Linked DNA regions of Sus scrofa: region 2 is linked to region 1. Evidence: chromatin contacts called from public promoter capture Hi-C data. All regions are on one chromosome and are shown on one strand. Each heading gives the region's core, a stretch centred on a gene start, on an enhancer-like site or on the middle of the called end of the contact. The rest is flanking DNA. Distances are from core to core; before and after follow the strand shown.

Region 1 (4,588 bases), core at 1,260-3,759:
ACTTTTTAAAAAAATCTGCCTTTACCTAAATGGAACTTCTAAGCATCAGGAGAAGACAATTAAGAATTTCTTCAGTCAATGAGGTGACAATGAATACAATTTCTAATTTAAACACCTAGTTTACATCAATAGAAAATTTTCTTTAATCATTTTCACCAATGTCCTCTGTTCACTGAAAATTATACCACTTCAGCAGCAACCAATTCATTTTATCACAGAATCTTGAATTTGAAGTTTCTAAGTGGGGAAAGGTCTACTTAGCTCTTAAGCGAGGACCATGTGTGAAAGGACATTCAAACACCGTGAACTTTCTATACCCTGGACCCTCACATATGCTATCTGCAGAGATAAAATGTACAGAGCAATCAGTCTCTGGTTTCATGAGAAAAATTACTCCAATGGGAATTCACTCTGGAGTTTCTTTTACTTTGGTAACTCTTCAAAACAAAATTTGAGACATCGGTGTAATTCAAGAGCAGGTCAGGAGTTCCCATTGTGGCTCAGTGGTAACAAACCAGACTGGTATCTCTGAGGACTCAGGTTTGATCCCTGGTCTGGCTCAGTGGGTTAAGGATCCAGCATTGCCATGAGCTGTGGTGTAGGTGGCAGATGCAGCTTATATCCTGCATTGCTGTGACTGTGTGTAGGGCCAGCAACTGTAGCTCCAATTTGATCCCTAGCCTGGGAACTTCCGTATGCCTTGGGTGCAGCCCTGGGAAAAAAAAAAAAAAAGACCAAGCTGGAGCTCCCACTGTGACACAACAGGATTGGCAACATCTTGGGAGTGCTGGGACATGGGTTCCATCCCCAGCCCAGCACAGTGGGTTAAGGATCTGTCATTGCTGCAGCTTCGGTTTACATCGAGACTGTGGCTCAGATCTGATCCCTGGTCCTGGAGCTTCTTGTGCCACTGGGCAGCTAAAAATGAAAAAAAAGAGCAGGTCATCGTCTGGATACAACTAGTAGAGTTAGTTCCACACAATGGACCTTTGTTCACAGGCCGTATCTGTCAACATACGCCTCCTGCAGCTATTGGTTAAAACTAGAACCGTAGGCTGTCAGGCCTAGAATAAATCTACAGCTGCATGGTGCCTTAGGTCTGAAAGCTCTCTCACACCAATCAAGGTAGAGATATGGTGAAAGGTTAGAACGCTTGGCAATTTAAGTGTCAGTGGTTGAATAATGTTGTGCTTGTTTGCCTGTGTACAGGGGTGGGAGTGATGTGAGCACCCTAGGCCTTCTTTCCTATGCATGCAATCAACACATAAATTTTTGTTAAATATTTACTATGTACCTATTATGTACCAGGTACTATGCTAAATATTAGAGATAAAATTTTTAAATAGACCCCATTGTTTTCATCATTATTATCCATACCTGTAAACAATAAATCCTGCAGAATCCCAATGCCTTTCCAGAGTCTTGACTTGCACGTTTAACACAAAAATTGCCAACCTGATTGAGGACCATCCATGCCTTGAACAGTTAAAACAGGATCCTCTTTATTTTTTTTATTTTTTTTATTTATTTTTTTTTTTTTTTGTTTTTTGCCTTTCCTAGGGCTGCTGCTGCGCATATGGAGGTTCCCAGGCTAGGGGTCTAATCCAAGCTGTAGCCACGGCCTACGCCAGAGCCACAGCAACGAGGGACCTGAGCTGGGTCTGTGACCTACACCACGGCTCATGGCAATGCTGGATCCTTAACCCACTGAGCCAGACCAGGGATCAACCTGAGTCCTCAGAGATACCAGTCTGGTTTGTTACCACTGAGCCACAATGGGAACTCCCTGACCTGCTCTTGAATTACACCGATGTCTCAAATGTTGTGAGAACCACTAAAAGGTGACACAAAAAGTGCAAAAACTGTTGGAAATGTGGCACCAATAGATTTGCTCCAAGCAGGATTACCACAAGCCTTTAATTAAAATAAATAAATAAATAAATAAAAGCGATATTTGCTAAGTGCAATCAAACGAGGTATGCTTGTATAGTGTACATTTTTGTGTTGTTTGACTTTCATGGTTTTTGCCTGTTCTTTGGCCTCGGGGAAGTGAGAAGTGAGAACTCGCAGCTGCAGACCCTTAGGTACTCACGAGGGTCGCGGCCGGCCCCCAGCAGTGCGCACAGCCGGGATGCACAATGTGAAAGGGTGAGTGGGTGAGTGGGGCGCCCGGGGCGGGTGGGTGTGTGTACTGGGAGGGGCTCCCGGCTCCCGGCTCCCGGCTCTCCCGCGTGCCTAGAGCACAAGCTCCAGGTTGCAGCCAAGCATCTCCGGGTTGCAGGGCGGGAATGTGCCCTTCCCCCTCCGGCAAACTTTGAGAGGCCCCAACGGAAGCAGGAACTCGGGAACCACAAACCCCGGGTTGGGCGGGATCTGCGGAGCCGCCCAGGCGTCCTCGCCCAGCGCCTTGCGGATCTGCGGCTCCTGCCCCGAGCGTGCGGGGCTGCCCAGCAGCGGGAGGCAGCAGGGCCCCGTCTTCCCGCCGCCAGGTAAAGGCTCTCCATCGTCTCTTCCAGTCCCCTGCGTCGCCACCTGAAGGGACAGAGCTCCCCGCTTTCCCGGGGCAAGGCTCCCTTGCCACCTCCCCCGCCCAGGGGGTCTCCGCGCGGCCGGTAGCAGCGGCTCCCCTTATCGTCACCAGAGGCAGAAGAATAGTTTAGTGAGCGACGTACATTTCCCCAAAGGAAGGGCAAGTTTTCCATTTTTTTCTTGTACGGTTTGTCTCCTGTATTCATCGAACCTGCTAATTGTCTAATACTCTGTAGGGTGTGTGTGTGTGATTAAGTTAGATTATGCTGTGCGTAAAATGTTTTCCAGCATTTGACAGAGTTGTTGCAGGTGCGTTGCCGGGACTGGAGCAAGCGGGCATGCGCTTCGTCTCCCTTCCACCTGTATTCGTTCCCCTCTCTCAACAGGATTCAACTTCACTTTGGACTTTTGTTATTATTATAAACTTGTTTTGGTATTTCTATTGTAAAGTAGACGTAAATTTTTTCTTTTTATCATTTTTAAGTGTGCAATTTTGTGGCATTGGGTACTGTCACATCATTGGGTAACTGCCATTCTATCCATTTTCAGGACACTTTTGCGATCCCAAATAGAAACTCTACCCATTAAATAATAACTTCAGGGAGCTCCTGTCTTGATTCACTGGTAACGAATCCAACCAGTACCTATGGGGATGTGGGCTGGTCCCTGGCCGCGCTCAGTGGGTTAAGGATCCTGTGTTGCTGTGAACTGTGGTGTAGGTAGCACACGCTGCTCAGAGCTGGTGTTGCTGTGGTGCAGACTGGTAGCTACAGCTCAGATTGATTTGACCCCTATCCTGGGAACTTCCATATCTGGCTGTGGCCCTAAAAAGACAAAACAACCCCCCCCCCCCCCCGCATTCCTTCTTCCACCAACCTCTGGTAAGTTCTACTTTTCGTCTCTGCATTCGCCTATTCCAGGTACTTCATATAAGCGCAATCATACACTATTTAAGCTTTTGTATCTAGTTTATTTCACTCGGCATAATGTTTTCTAGATTGTGGCCTGTATTAGAATTTCATTCCTTTTTGTTGCTGAATAATATTCCATTGTATGTACATACCACCTTTTAAAAATCTGTTAATCTTTAGACCTTTAAACCTAATAATAATGGATTAGAAGAATTAAGTTACCTAATAATCATTAAGTAACATTAATGAGAAGCTCATGAGAACTGCTCACCATCCAGGCGTGTAGGCGCAGTGAAGATGCTAGTGATGATAACACAGCCCCTTCCCCTGCATCCCCTGGCAGGAGTTCAGGTTTCTTTGCAAGAGCTTGGGAAGAGACTCTTTGAATCCACAAGTGAAGTGTTGGCCGGGTTTTTCTCTTTTGTACCTGTTTTGTTTTCTCCAGTGACTAGAAGAGACTTGCAAAATGTTGCAGCATAAAAATGTAACTTGTGCCAGGATTGTTTTTTTCCTTCTATCTCCTCTGCACCTGTGGCATATGGAGGTTCCTCCAGCCAGGGATCAAATCCTAGCTGCAGCTGTGATATATGCCACAGCTGCAGCAATACCAGATCTTAACCCTCTGCCACAGTGGGAACTCCTGTGCTAGGATTCTTAACCTGGAGAGTCCATGAGCAGTATTCAGAAAGTCTGTGAACTTGGGTGGAAAAGTTTGTTTCACTAACCTCTAAATGTAGTGCAGTGTTTCTTTAAGAGCCATGTAGGCAAAAGCCACAGGAGTATTAGTGGTGGGCAGCTCTGATTTAAAACTAGTAGAGGAGGTACCGTCACGGCTCAGTGGTAATGAACCTGGCTAGTATCTATGAGGATTTGGGTTCGATCCCTGGCCTCACTCAGTGAGTTAAGGATCCGGTGTTGCTGTTGCTGTGGCATGGGCCAAGAGCTGCAGCTCAAATTTGACCCCTAGCCCAGGAACTTCCAAATGCTGAGTGTGTGGCCCTAAAAAAAGACAAAAATAAATAAATTAATCATTTAAAATCAATAGAACTTACAGATCTTTCCATATCATGTTACTTAATGCATAGATCTCAAAATTGTTACATTCAATGCTACTTCCAAACTGAGGCACTGATTAGACATTCCCCTTG
Region 2 (4,588 bases), core at 1,138-3,637, 280 kb after region 1:
TTCTAATGCAGCGTGAGGACTTTAAAAGTGTGTGTGTGTCCTACTCTACAGCACAGGGAACTCTTAGGATAGAGCATGATGGGGAATGACATGAGAAAAAGAATGTGTATGACTGGGTCACTTTGCTGTACAGCAGAAAATGTCACATAAATCAACTATAATAAAATTGCTTTTTGAAAAAAGTGAATAGAAAAAAAAGTGAGTGTGTGTGTGTGTGTGTGGTGTGTGCATGTGTGATGTTATCGGAGAAAGGGTCCTTCTTTAAGAGAGGGGTTTGCAAAAGGCTGATGCAGGAGCAACAGCTGAAAGGGGGGAAAACCAGAGGTCAGGATGGAGCACACGGTCCTTCCATCTGGGGGCAGAGATTTTTGTCACATTACAGGCCAGAAGGATCTGAGTGCTTGGCCCAACCAAGAGGCAAGGCCAAGGGCGAGAGAGAGAAGCAGAGAGCCCGGCAGCATGCAGACAGTGGCCAGGAGCAGCGGTGCGGAGGAGACCATGGCATCAGTCTCAGTTAAGACACTTCCAGTGCATCCCACTGATCCCCACTGTGAATGAGGGCGCTGTTAAATTGACCATAACGTCTTGGTGCAGAGCAGCAGCGAGTTACTTTATCACACATTGCAGCCCTTCTGCTCTCAGCCATTCGTGTTCAAAATGCTCAACTTCTGGGTCAATGGAAATGTACAGGTAAGTTTTATGCTTATGTTTATGGAAAGGAAGTCCTGGGTGGGGTCCCAGGGTGTAGGTGCAGAGCCTGGAGGGTTCAATTAGCTCCAGGATCAGATGTGTGAGGCTTATTGTAATTCAGTGGCTCCCCAGCCCTACTCTTTGTATTTACATACCCTCTCCTTATCTACACCAAACTGCTTCTGAAAGGGAGGGAGGTTACATGGTGTCTTTGTTTGGCCTCTTTGCCCTCCCAGAAGATTCCCTCTCCCTCAACCCCTAGATGGCCAAAGTCCTGCGGGTTCCCACGCAGCTAGTCCCCTAGGAGCGGGGCAGGGCGGCACCTGACCTCCAGGATGGCAGGACACCCTTGGGGTTGTTCTAGCTCTGGATTCCTTTGTCGAGGTTAGATTTTGCTTCCCTTCCTGTGGCAGGTCACGGAGGAAAGAGACCCTACAACGGCACAGAGGCTGTGGCCCCAGGGCCCCAGGAAGCTGGATGGAATTCAAATTTGCTCACTCTGCTGAGACCTGAATGTAAGACAGGAGTGAGGGAGTTCCCACTGTGGCACAGCGGAAACAAATCCGACTGGACCCATGAGGTTGTGGGTTCAATCCCTGGCCTTGCTCAGTGGGTTAAGGATCCAGTGGTGTTGTGAGCTGTGGTGTAAGTTGCTGACACGGCTCAGATCTGGCATGGCTGTGGCTGTGGTGCAGGCTGGCAGCTGTAGCTCTGATTAGACCCCTAGCCTGGGAACCTCCATATGCCGCAGGTGTGGCCCTAAAAAGACTCCTCCCCACCAAAAAAAAAAAAAAAAAAAAAAAAGGAGTGAGGACGCTCATTCCTGAGGACCAAATTAGGAGCTCAGTGTTTTCTGGTTGCTTTTCACCTGCCCTTCTGCCCCCTCTGCCCCCCTTATGCCCTTCAGAGGCAATCTGCCCTCCCCCCTCGCTTTCCTGAACATCTAGTGTCTTCGTCCCGCCTCCTGTTTGTCATTTCTGTCCTTTAAATCCTCAGGGAGAAATGAGGAATGAGGTAAAATCATTACAATAGAAGCTAAACTGAGAGACAGAGACTCAGGCTCTGATGATTATGAACAAAGGGGGTGGGGACCTCGGGAGGGAGCAGAATTTCCCATTTCACCTGAGCCTTGTACCCAAGGAAGTCTCTAGGGGGGTCTGCCAGGACTAGACCTTGTGTCCAAGTTCCCACATGTGCTCAGGACTCTGGCTCAAACCCAGGCACGCCTGTCTGCAGCCCATTTCTGCTCTGGGGGAGGAAGCTTGCATTTCCACAGGCTTCTGTCAGGTCATCACGCACCTTGTCACGCACTCAGTGAGAGAGGCCTGCACAAAATTCAAAATCATTTGGCCAGTTACATATTCTGAACTGACCTATCCCAAGCCTTCTGAGCAAAGGAGAAATGAAAGAGAAACCTAAATATCTTTCTTTCCCTTTCTTTGAAACGCCAAACTAGTTGCTTAACGTTTAGTTTTAGATTCTTAATTTTGCTTTCTGAGTTTGACATGCTAAGATCTTGGAAATAAACTCGGGAAACGTGAGGTCTGCTCATCTCTAGTGAGTTAGCAAAACCAGGATGGACCTGCCCACCCCAGGTCCTGCTGGAAAGGCTGAGAATGAAGACTGGTGCCTCCTGGTGTTACCTGGTCTCCAGGCTGTTAGCGGTGTCTCCTGCTTCAGGTCAGGTGGCAGTAAGGATATTTCTATACCTGAGTCTCTCTCCACGAAACTTAAGAGGAAACTCTGGCCAAGTCTTCCTGGCTTCTCATTGCGGGAGGCTTCTTGTGATCTGAGACCCCAGCGGGTGTAGCCTCTTCAGGTTGGGACTAGAGCTGGAGGGAGGCTCAGGAAAGAGAGCCACTTCCTCGTTAAGCCCTGCCCTCAGCTTTTTAACTGAAGGAGGGGCTGACCTTTGCCCAAGTAATTTGACTCGAAAAGGAGTTCTACACGGTTTCCCAAGGACTCTCACTGCCCTTTGGGACAAAGACAATTATTTGGGTGTTTTCCTGAGAGTGCTTTCCATTTCATCAGTTTAGCAAATGTTTACTGATCACCTGTGGGACATCTTGAATCTTAACATCAGGAGGCAGGTGTTACGATTCCCATTTTGCCTATAAGGAAACTGAGGCTCAGAGGTAAGGTATCTTGTTAGTGGTCCCCGTCAGGTGAGCTGAGATCCAAATCTTGGTCTTTCTGGCTTTCCACTATATCCTGTTACCTCTCCTGTGAGATTCAAAGGTTGTATTCCAATGGAACCCCTGGAAAAGCTTTCAAAACAGAATCTAACCCCAGCCATAGTAAAACCCACAAAAACTCATGTAAAGACTATAGGTTACATGGGCGTTCCTGTTGCTGTGCAGCAAAAACAAATCCGACTAGAACCCATGAGGATGCAGGTTCGATCCCTGGCCTCACGCAGTGGGTTAAGGATCTGGTGTGGATGTGAGCTGTGGTGTAGGTCTCGGGTGAGGCTCGGATCCTGCATTGCTGTGGCTGTGGTGTAGGCCAGCAGCTGCAACTCTGATTTGACTCCTGGCCTGGGAACTTCTATATGCCATGGGTATGGTATGGCCCCAAAATGCAAAAACAAAAAACCACTATAGCTTATGATTTTAGGGATAGAATTCCCTATGTATAAGAAAGAAGAAACAGATAGGATTTTATGCTTTATCCAGATTCTTAACTGAAGTATATATTTATGATCATGAAATATGAGTGCTGGCTACTCAAACTGGGAAGATGAAGGAAGTGAGAAATGAAAGGGGAATTAAGGGTGATTTCATAAAAGCGGGGAAAGGACTGGCCATTTAAATATTAGGTAAACATCCCTGAGAGACAAATGACAGCAGTTATGGGAAAGTTAGTTTTTTGGTGACTCAAAGTGAAATTTCACCAGCAAATTCATATTTATTGCACATAATGAATACAAGTCTAGTTACCTGGAGGGCTATTCAAGAAATATTAAGAATGTCTTGTCTTTTTAAAAAAAAAAAAAACTCAGTCTTTTTTTTGGGAAGAAGAGATAGATTCATTTGAAACAATTCAAGAATCAACAAATGGATATAACAAGTAACTAAATTGCCTAGTAAGGACCACAGTTGTGATTGGACTTCAGAGTTACATGACTTAAGGAAACTGGGGGCAGAAACCATTTAGAATCTCACAAGGTCTTGGCAGGTATGAACACAGGTATGAACACAAGGAAGGGGCAGTCAGCACGAGGAGGTGGGTTCATTGACGACAATGTCCATTAGTCACCCAGCTTCACACCTTCCACACCCAACAAACTGGCACATACTCAAGACAGGCCTCCAGACGTGTTATATATTAAAAAAAAAAAAACAAAAACCGAGCCTACTTTTCTCCTGATTCTAAAAATACACATTGTGCTCTAGAAAAGGTAGAAAACATAAAAGAGCACTCATAGAATAGAGACCACCAAGATCCAGTCACTCAGGGATGAGGGTTGTTAAAAATGGGGTGCATTTCCTTCCTTCTGTGACAGTGACAGTAAGCTACCCTTCAGGTATCTGCCCGGCCCACTGACCTTTCCCTTCATCCTGCCCCCAAGAGTGTACCTACCAGGAGGCACCCCTGCGGTCAGGTGGATAAAGGGACCTCTGCCCCTTATGAAAAAGGAAACCATAAGCCCCAACTGGAGTCACGTGTGTTGGCTCCGTGGCAGTAGGCCAAGACTTAATACCTATCCTAATTACAAAGTCACCCTTAGCCAGGAATGTGATTCCAGCTAAACTGGAATTTCCTGGTCAGGACTGAGAAATCTGCTAATAGACCCTGCTCACATCCTCCTTCAGGAGGATGGCCTTGCCTGAAACATTATATCTTTGCAAATACTTTCCTTGTTTCTGCTCTGTCTTTAAAAAGCTTCCTTTTCTGC

What was found. Promoter capture Hi-C pulls out the DNA fragments that hold promoters and counts their contacts.
Region 2: a contact with region 1 is called in a promoter capture Hi-C map of liver, with 4 times the contacts expected there. The contact joins the promoter of BCL2L14 here to the promoter of MANSC1 in region 1. A contact is called at or near these places in 5 of 5 promoter capture datasets (fetal liver, fetal skeletal muscle, liver and 1 more), 20 of 47 Hi-C or Micro-C datasets (adipocytes, adipose tissue, alveolar macrophages and 13 more) and 2 of 2 datasets of contacts at active chromatin or transcription factors (alveolar macrophages and skeletal muscle).

Annotation. Positions count from the first base shown.
Region 1 is chr5:60,079,905-60,084,492 of Sscrofa11.1, forward strand. MANSC1 (MANSC domain-containing protein 1) reads left to right here and starts at 2,510. Exons shown (of 9, transcript XM_021092342.1): 1 at 2,510-2,563; 2 at 2,664-2,689.
Region 2 is chr5:60,355,344-60,359,931 of Sscrofa11.1, forward strand. BCL2L14 (BCL2 like 14) reads right to left here and starts at 2,388. Exons shown (of 6, transcript NM_001315668.1): 1 at 2,334-2,388.